Linked DNA regions of Sus scrofa: region 1 is linked to region 2. Evidence: chromatin contacts called from public Hi-C data. All regions are on one chromosome and are shown on one strand. Each heading gives the region's core, a stretch centred on a gene start, on an enhancer-like site or on the middle of the called end of the contact. The rest is flanking DNA. Distances are from core to core; before and after follow the strand shown. Region 1 overlaps LOC110261793 (a long non-coding RNA gene). Region 2 overlaps DENND4A (C-myc promoter-binding protein).

Region 1 (4,395 bases), core at 1,321-3,820, 79 kb before region 2:
GGCTAGGGATCTAACTTGCATCCTCATGATTACGAGTCAGGTTCATTACCACTAAGTCACAATGAAAACTCCAGAGTTTCTATTTTTGCATTGCTAACATATAGCAGGAAATAAAAACTAATACACACCAGACTCAAATAATTTTAATGTACCATAGTTTTGTGTGTTTTATACAGTGGCAAAACATGTGGAGATTAAAAATCAAAGAGGAGGTTGCAATTGTATGTCTAAAACAGCAAGATGAGTCCTTGAATTTTTCACTTTTCATCCAGCTGTTTTGCCATCATCAGAGGGCTAATTTTAGCACGAGTAATCTTCTTATAAAATACAGTGTAATTAAGAAAGTAGGATTTTTTTTTGAAACTTCTAATTCAGAGTTGTACAGGGTGCTTGGTTTTCTGAACCAAGCCAGCAGCCCAAGAATAATCTGAGCCATACATCTAAGGCTGAGCCAAGAAACTTGCAGCTAAAGAATCATAGTTAGCTTCTCCAAGAGTTGAACTCCAGCTCCTTTATATCAGTGGATTTTGAAATGAAGATAGTTACAAATGTTTTCCCTCAACCCATGAGAAGCAATATGGAAATCATAGTGTGTGATGATTTATTTTCCCCTGCAAATTAAATGCCTGCATTTGCTTTGTAATGCATGTAAGAGAAATATGCTTGTTTACTCTTGCTTAAGACTAAAATAGCTACTTCCTTTGCTTTATTTTTCTGACAGGAATCATTAGCAACATGGAACATGAAGCCACAATCTTTGAGCAGTGATATATGTATTTTTAAATATAAGGAGTCAAACCCAAATGAAATAATTTAGACCATTGTCCAAACTAGTTTTCCCCAGTTCTCAAAATAACTTCCAGTTTTTTGTGGGGTTTTTTCTTTTTCTTTTTCTTTTTAGGGCTGCACCCATGGCATATGGAAGTTTCCAGGCTAGGAGTTGAATCGGAGCTACAACTGCCAGCCTATACCACAGTCACAGCAACACGGGATCCAAGCCATGCCAGTGACCTACACCACAGCTCATGGTAATGCTGGATCCCTGACCCACTGAGTGAGGCCAGGGATCGAACCCACATCCTCATGGATACTAGTCAGATGCATTTCCACTTCATCACAATGGGAACTCCACTTCCAGTTATTTTGCACACCAAATCTCCACTTTTTGTTGTGCCATGTAGACACTGCCACAAATGGAAGAAATTCTTCATTTTTCAGATCACAATTAGGTCATCCTTTTCACTCTGTTACACAGGTGAGCAATGATTTTTCACTAATCAACAAGAAAACAAAATAGATTAAGAGAAGACAGTTTCATGCAATGCCTCACAGGTTCAAGTGCTGGATGAGGAAGTTCAGCTTATCCAGTGGAGGAGTTTCCATTAAACTACTTAATAAAGATCTTAATTTATAGAATAATTCAAGCAACTCCAAGGTCACCTAAAGTACGTTATTCCAACCAGTTAAGAATCTAAGAAACTTCTATAGAAAAAGGGGGGGAAACCAAAGGAAACTGGACTGGACTCATGCTTTTTCTGAGACTTTAGTGTCACCTAATTATCATATATTGTGTGCTCCCAGTCACACAATTAAAGCCATTAGGTAAATATGTGACCACTGAGTGGCTGAACATAATTTTTCGTGCTTAGGAAAACCATGTGACAACAGTTTCTCATCCGCTCGTGACATTTATGAGAACTCTGGCAATTTACCCACACCTAATGAAAAAAAAATTTTTTTAACTTTCTTGAAGCTTCTGCTTAAAAAGGATCCTATATAGTAGAAACGGAAAAAAAAAATATGGAAGAATTACTCCCACTAGGCTGGCTTTGGGTAGAAACACCATGTTTACAAAATGTTTTGAGACAGATCAGCCGTCCTAAAGACAGCATTTTATACAGTTATCATGAGCCATGTGCAGCCTAAGGAGAATTTTCAGTCTATCAGAGTGTCCCATACGTTGCTTATATCATTTCAACTTCATATCAGAATCAAAACTGAAAAAAATGAAAACTGAAAAGCAAGCCATCTGTGACCAGAGCAATGAGGTCTCTTACAAAAAAAAAAAAAAAAAAAAAGAAGAAAACAAAAAACAAACAAAACAAACCCCTCAAAACAGAGATTAACACATCTTTGAAAAACAAGCATTGGTTTCAGAGTAGTATTGCAGCTGTGTAATTCATCTCCTGATGAAGCTCAAGTATGTAGACATTTACAGTAAATTTGTAAAGGGCTTATGTGCCCTCAGTGTTTTTACTATTTTTAAGAGAAACGAAAAACACTTTGGTAGTGACCAAGTAATAGCAATTATTTATTTTCAGAAGCTGTATTTTACTGGCTAAATAAAGCAGCACTTGCAGATATAGCGTTATTTCTTGGTTGCAGCACTATGACTATATGTTACAGCAATTGAGAACTCTGATATAGACAAGGTACAGGGTCACTTAAAGAATAACATGCTCCTAAAAAGTTGATAGCTTTCCTTATAAGAAGCAACACTTGAAGTCTAGCAGCTACTGTTTTCATTTATTCCATTATGATTGCCTAAGTTTTCAACTGGGCAGTGTTCTATTTCAAGGCCATTATGTTGCAAAACTTTGCTCTGCAATTGTAACATAGCTGTGTCTGTTGTAAACTAAAGAGGACAGGAAAAAAAAAGAAGAAGAAGAGATCGCAGGAAAGAATATACCATATAACTTTTCACATGAAGGTCTTAAAGTAGGTAACTGATTTTTAAAACAAAAAATTCTAAATTCTCTAGGTCTCTAGCATGGATGAGCCCCGTTTTCACTAAAGATTAAGGTGATTCAGCAGAAACTCTAAAGTTTAGCACAAAACTAGATTAAGGACAGCTAATGGTCCAAATAATGAGAATTAGGAAGACCAATGCAAATAACATTTGATCATCATAAGGTATGTAGTCCTATGTGATTCCTTCTGAGGTTTCAAGGTTTGAGATGGGGTTTAGGGATAAAAAGGGAAGACCATAAATTTATCATATAAAATAACCATCTTGTGTTGTGGTTATTTTCGTTTGATGGAAAAAAAGAAAATATGTCTGTAGAATTTCTTTTGTAAATGGTATATAGACATCTGAATGTTCTTAATGATGATAATTAACAGTTATTGTACCCAAATATGAGGTCAGTATAAATCCTGTAATTAGGAATTGGGACAACATATATTCACAAAATTAATGATGAAAGATCAGAGACAACCTTCAAATAATTAGTCTTGATCAGAAAATACTCAAAAGGTGAAAATTATTAAGATGTAGTTGGGACTGTACTTGGACTGGATGAGAGTTGGTTAACTGAAAATAAAAGGTCAGGGATTCCTCCCTCTTCCCCCAGTATCCCCAAATCTAGACTAGGATTTGGTAATATCTTAATCGATTCTCAGTTGTGAATAAGACCAAACAGTCCTTCCACAGCTGCCTCATGTCTAAGCCTTCTACTCTAGTCATCCTACACAAAAATTCTTTTCCCTGTTTCCTCTCAATTTACAGATTTTTTTTTTTTTCTTTTTTGGCCATCCTGGGGCATATGGAGTTACCAGGCCAGGGACTGAATCCCGTTGGGAATTGCTGAGTTGCAATCTGATGCCACAGCCATAGCTATGCAGATCCTTAACCCACTGTGCAGGGAGGGGGATCAAACCCTCCTTCCTGCTGCTGCAGAGACACCATCCATCTCAGTGCACCACAGTGGGAACTCCTACAGATTTTTTTATTAAGACTTTTTGGTATGGAGATATAGGTGAGTTACAATAGTATATTAGTTTCAAGTATACAATGTAGCGTTGTTTTTATAGATTATGCTAAAGTTAGTTTTCAAAGGACCTTATAAAAATTTCTGCACAGTTCTTGGAAAAATTAGCATTTCTATTCCAAGAAATTTAACTAGGCCAAAAAAGAAAAACACTAAGTGAGGTTTCTTAGGCCGTGGATTTGAAGTTTCCCTGGAACAATAAGCTAATCATCATCATCCAAAGGAACAGCTTTTTTCAAAAATAAACATATATCAAAAGTATCTTTCTTAAATAACAAAACAACAACAAGAACAAATAAAATAAAAACAAAAAGTGTCCTTCTTCCAGTTCCAGATCCAGTGGATAGATCTCATTCTGCACTTGCTTTAATATCTGAAACAAACCTCATTCCATAGACAGTGCACTTACTCAGGCCATAAATCTTTTTCTCACAATTCACAGCAGTAAGAGTGACAAGAACAAATTATTTTTGAAGATATTTTCTGACCCACTTTGGTTAGCAGCATAAATGTGTCCAGTCTAGGTGATTTTCTTATTTATCCAAATCAGCTTCTGGTCCAGTTATTCAAATTCTCTGAAATTCTTAGCTCTGAGGACCGATGTGGACATTAACAATTCTTCCCC
Region 2 (4,649 bases), core at 36-2,535:
TCTTAAATGAAACTGAAGACAGCAACCATTAATACAGTTTAGTGCCACTGCCTTGATTCATAGTAAGGTGAAGCAGTTTTACCCACAATGTTTTTACAGCATCACTGCAAGTATCAACGCAGTGAAAAAGGTAAAAGATGTCTTTTGAAAAAAAATAATTTTGGAGTTCTCATCATGGCTCAGTGGAAACGAATCCAACTAGGAACCATGAGGCTGAGGGTTTGATCCCTGGCCTCACTCAGCGGGTTAAGGATCCAGCATTGCCATGGGTTGTGGTGTAGGTCGCAGATGCGGCTCAGAGCTGGCGTTGCTGTGGCTGTGGTGTAGCCCAGCAGCTCTAGCTGCGATTAGACCCCTAGCCTGAGAACCTCCATGTGCTGCAGGTGCGGCCCTAAAAAGCAAAATTAATTAACTAATTAATTAATAATTTTCACCTTGCAGGTCCTCCCTGAATGGGTCTTGGGGATCTTTAGGTATTCATGGAACACACTTTGTTTTCTGCTAGTCTCACTACTTCACATAATGCAAGCAGATGTGTGTCCGCTGGAACTTATTCCCCTTATCTTTTTTTTTCCTCCTGATATTGCAATTATTTTAATGGTGGAAACTGGCAGTGTATGCCTTTTTTAAAAAATAATTCCCTACATTTCTGTCAGTGTTTTATATATAGCAGACAGTCAAAACATGTTTGTAAAATTAATAATTTTTTCTTCTGATGTTTTCTATCCAGTTGAAATTATCTCCATTCTGAAATTAAGGTGTTTTTGAAATAATTGAAAAGTGATATAGAAATAAAATAACTCATTCCTTTAAAAAAAGATTTTTTTCACTGTTGTTGCTTTTTTCCTTTTCCATAGTGTTTTTTTTTAAAAAAATCTAGCTTTTTATCTGTTTTCTTCTGGGAAAAAAGCCATAGAATCAGTAATAGAATTTTTTTAACCTATTATTAATACAAAGTATATTGTTAATGTTTTAGAAACAGTTACACTCTTTCATTTCTCTGAAGTACTCAATGGTTGTTTCACTGTTAAAATATGAGCTATTGACCAAAAAGTATATGGCAATGCAAGGATTAGTTTCTTTGGTAGTGTTCACCTCTCTGATACATTGTTATCTTCTTAGGGAGAGGTAAAAGTTAAAATGGCCTTTGAGACATTAATAACACAAACATTGTTGAATGTGAGAAAGTATTAATATGAAAAGTTATTGGGCTTAGAAGCAACTTTAATGGGACAAATGATTTTTGGTGGTTGTTTGTTCACTTGTTTTTGTTGTAGCAGGGATTTCGAAATTATAGGTACACAGAGCTTTTGACTCAACTTGGACTTGTGGTGACATGTTGACCTTTATAGCATATAGTATTCACTTTGGAATCAATTGGATTTTTGTTTGTTTGTTTTTAAGGCATATTTCTCATTTTATGCATAAAGTTCCTTTTCCATCTCCTCAGAGACCACGGATTTTAGTTCAGGTAAGATTTCTTTTTTTTTTTTTTTTTTTTTGTCTTTTGTCTTTTGTCTTTTGAGGGCTGCACCTGTGGCATATGGAAGTTCCCAGGCTAGGGAAAATCAGAGCCTTAGCTGCCAGCCTACACCACAGCCACAGCAACACAGGATCCGAGCCATATCTGTGACTGATACCACAGCTCATGGCAACACCGGATCCTTAACCCACTGAGTAAGGCCAGAGATCGAACCCACAACCTCACAGTTCCTAGTCGGATTCATTTCTGCTGCGCCACGATGAGAACTGCAAGATTTTCTTTATATAAGTGCTCTGTTCAGTGGTAATTGACTCTGTCAAAACATAACATGAGAATAACAATTTTATATGGGGAAATAATTAAATGAAATAAAAGAGAGCCAGATAGGAGTTCCCGTCGTGGCGCAGTGGAAACAAATCTGACTAGCATCCATGAAGACACAGGTTTGATCCCTGACCTTGCTCAATGAGTTAAGGATCCAGCGTTGCCATGAGCTGTGGTGTAGGTCGAAGACGCAGTTCGGATCTGGCATTGCTGTGGCTGTGGTGTAGGCCAGCAGCTTCAGCTCCAATTGGACCCCAGTCTGGGAACCTCCGTATGTCGCGGATGCAGCCCTAAAAAGACAAAAAAAAGAGAGAGAGCTCCAGATACTATTTTATGTTGGAGTTTGGGCCCTTATGGTTTTATTAAGTTCTTCCCAGACAGACATCTAAGGTTGCCTTAACTTAAATCAAGCATTGCAGACTGAAAGAGGTAGACAGCAGTAGACATTTTGAACCCGTAAAAAGAGACTTCTTTCCCTAAACTTGTTCTAGGTATTTGAAAGTCTGTCCCTTGGCACTTACTCTCTGAGTTAAATATATTAGAATAGATAAAAGAAAATGTTGTGTGTTTTCATGTATTGTAGGATGGATTGCTCATATGGTTCAAATAGGTGAAAGTTTAAAGTGAACATAAATTATTGTCACCATCTCTTTTCCCAGTTGACTTTCTGTTTCCTCTCTTGTTTATGTTTCTTTTCTGTTTGTGCTTTTTTTTTTTTTTTTTTTTTTTTTTTTTTTTTTTTTGGTCTTTTTTCTAGGGCTGCACTCATGACATATGGGCATATGGAGGTTCCCAGGCTAGGGGTCTAAGTGGAGGCTGTAGCCACCAGCCTACACCACAGCCACAGCAGCACAGGATCCAAGCCACATCTGTGACCTATACCACAGCTCAGGGCAATGCTGGATCCTTAACCCAATGCAAGGCCAGGGATTGAACCCGTGTCCTCATGGATGTTTGTTGGGTTCATTAACTGCTGAACTATGACGGGAACCCCTAATCATCATTTTTGAAGTGATTTATATAGTGAAAACATTTCATGTATTATCACTGTATGTACCTTATTGTATTTATCACAGCCCTTAACAGAGTATCATTCAAAATTAGAAATCATTTGGCAAATAGGTATTTATAAATTTGTGTAAATATGCATGAATTTAAAAAGTAGTTTAAAATAATTATATTATTACATTGATACAGATAAAATGCCTAGAAAATATATTTTTGATAAATTTTATAAATATCCTGCATGTGCACATCTCATTCCTCTCTTAACATCTAGGTATTTAGTGCCAGAATATATATAGCACACTCAGTATAAATACACATAAAAGATTTGTTTTATAGCAGAAGTTGGCAAGTTTTTTCTGTTGAGAATCAAACAGTAAATATTACAGTCTTTACAGGCCATGCTTGAAACTACTCAGTTCTGCTTTCATTGCACAAAAGCAGCTATAGATAACTCATAAACAAAAGTGCATGACTGTGTTTTTAATAAGACTTTATTTATAAAAACAAATGGCCTCTGGATTTGCCGCTGAGGCCATAAGTTTGCTAACCCTGGTTTTATAGTATTAAATGAATAATTTAGTCTTTAAATACATATTTATTAAAATGGCATCAGGGAAATGTTGAGGAACTTAAGAGATAGGATTCAGAGTAGGAAGAGTTAGAAGAGTTCAGTCATCAGTTAGTATTTTTCAGTATCTTAGTAAGTAATGTAGACAGTTCCTATACTGTGGTGAATAGGAATATTGAAACTTTATGGGCATCATCTATGTATTTTTTTTAATGGAAGGTGGTGGTTTAAAGTTGACCTTTATATTTCAAGTACTTTATTTTGAATCTCCTTTCAGTTATCACCACATGATAGTCTGATTCTCAGTCAGCCTGTTTCTTCACCTCTTCCACTAAGGCAAGTAAAATTTTATTTGTATTTCTCTAAATGTAGTGTGAGATAAGGTAACATTCAAGTATTTTCTCTTTTCCTAGATAAAATTGCAGATGTTGATGAGCATACTTATTATTTAATTGTTTCTTATCTAAATTTCCTTTACTTAACATTTAGTCTGAAGTTCTTAAAGTTTTTTTTTTTTTTTTTTTTTGTCTTTTTGTCTTTTCTAGGGCCACTCCCACGGCATATGGAGGTTCCCAGGCTAGGGGTCAAATCGGAGCTGTAGCCACCGGCCTACGCCACAGCCACAGCAACTCAGGATCTGAGCTGTGTCTGCAACCTACACCACAGCTCATGGCAACGCCGGATCCTTAACCCACTGAGCAAGGCCAGGGATCAAACCCACAACCTCATGGTTCCTAGTTGGATTCGTTAACCACTGCGCCACGACGGGAACTCTAGAAAACAGAAAAACTTTTACAAAAGTGCTTGGTATTTTGTGTATCCATTTATTATGATCAAGTATGTACAGTTACAAAAATAGGTATATATTATATAGATTATGAAAACAGTTGTTTTAGCTTTAAATATCCTTTGAAGAACATTCAAATGCAGTTAATTTTAAATTTAATCCCCAGATAAAAAGATACTTATAAGTACTAAACCATGGAATGGAACAACGTATTTCATCACCTTGAAAGTTCAGAGATTATGAAATATGTTTTTGCTAAAGTATCATTTCTTGAAATTTAATTAGCTGTGTAATTTTTCTAGCAGGGAAATAGTTACAATATAATTAAGTTATTTTGTAGCACATTCCTAAGGGATACCAGCTGCTATCTTTGACATTCATTTTGTAAGAATTGCAGATTATTTCGTCACCAGGTCTTGGCCCAGAGTGACCAATGTTTTCTTAACCTTTGTTTGAGTTGAAAATAAACTAGAAGTACT

Evidence for each region. Hi-C and Micro-C count contacts between places; a contact is called where the count stands out from the background.
Region 1: a Hi-C map of liver shows a contact between it and region 2, with 2.9 times the contacts expected there. The contact joins two enhancer-like sites. A contact is called at or near these places in 1 of 5 promoter capture datasets (liver), 5 of 47 Hi-C or Micro-C datasets (blood, liver and retroperitoneal adipose tissue) and 1 of 2 datasets of contacts at active chromatin or transcription factors (alveolar macrophages).

The regions. Positions count from the first base shown.
Region 1 is chr1:163,802,871-163,807,265 of Sscrofa11.1, reverse strand. The region is part of intron 1 of LOC110261793 (a long non-coding RNA gene); the gene reads right to left. Among named protein-coding and RNA genes, the nearest start is that of DENND4A, 15 kb to the right of the region's middle. Within about 2 kb of position 2,570, at least 11 of the 83 cell types and tissues checked have an H3K27ac peak or open chromatin away from gene starts, as enhancers often do. A contact at or near this core is called in liver, where this site is marked.
Region 2 is chr1:163,722,442-163,727,090 of Sscrofa11.1, reverse strand. It overlaps DENND4A (C-myc promoter-binding protein), which reads left to right. Exons shown (of 34, transcript XM_021100187.1): 9 at 1,405-1,471; 10 at 3,661-3,719. Among named protein-coding and RNA genes, the nearest start is that of DENND4A, 65 kb to the left of the region's middle. Within about 2 kb of position 1,285, at least 1 of the 83 cell types and tissues checked has an H3K27ac peak or open chromatin away from gene starts, as enhancers often do. A contact at or near this core is called in liver, where this site is marked.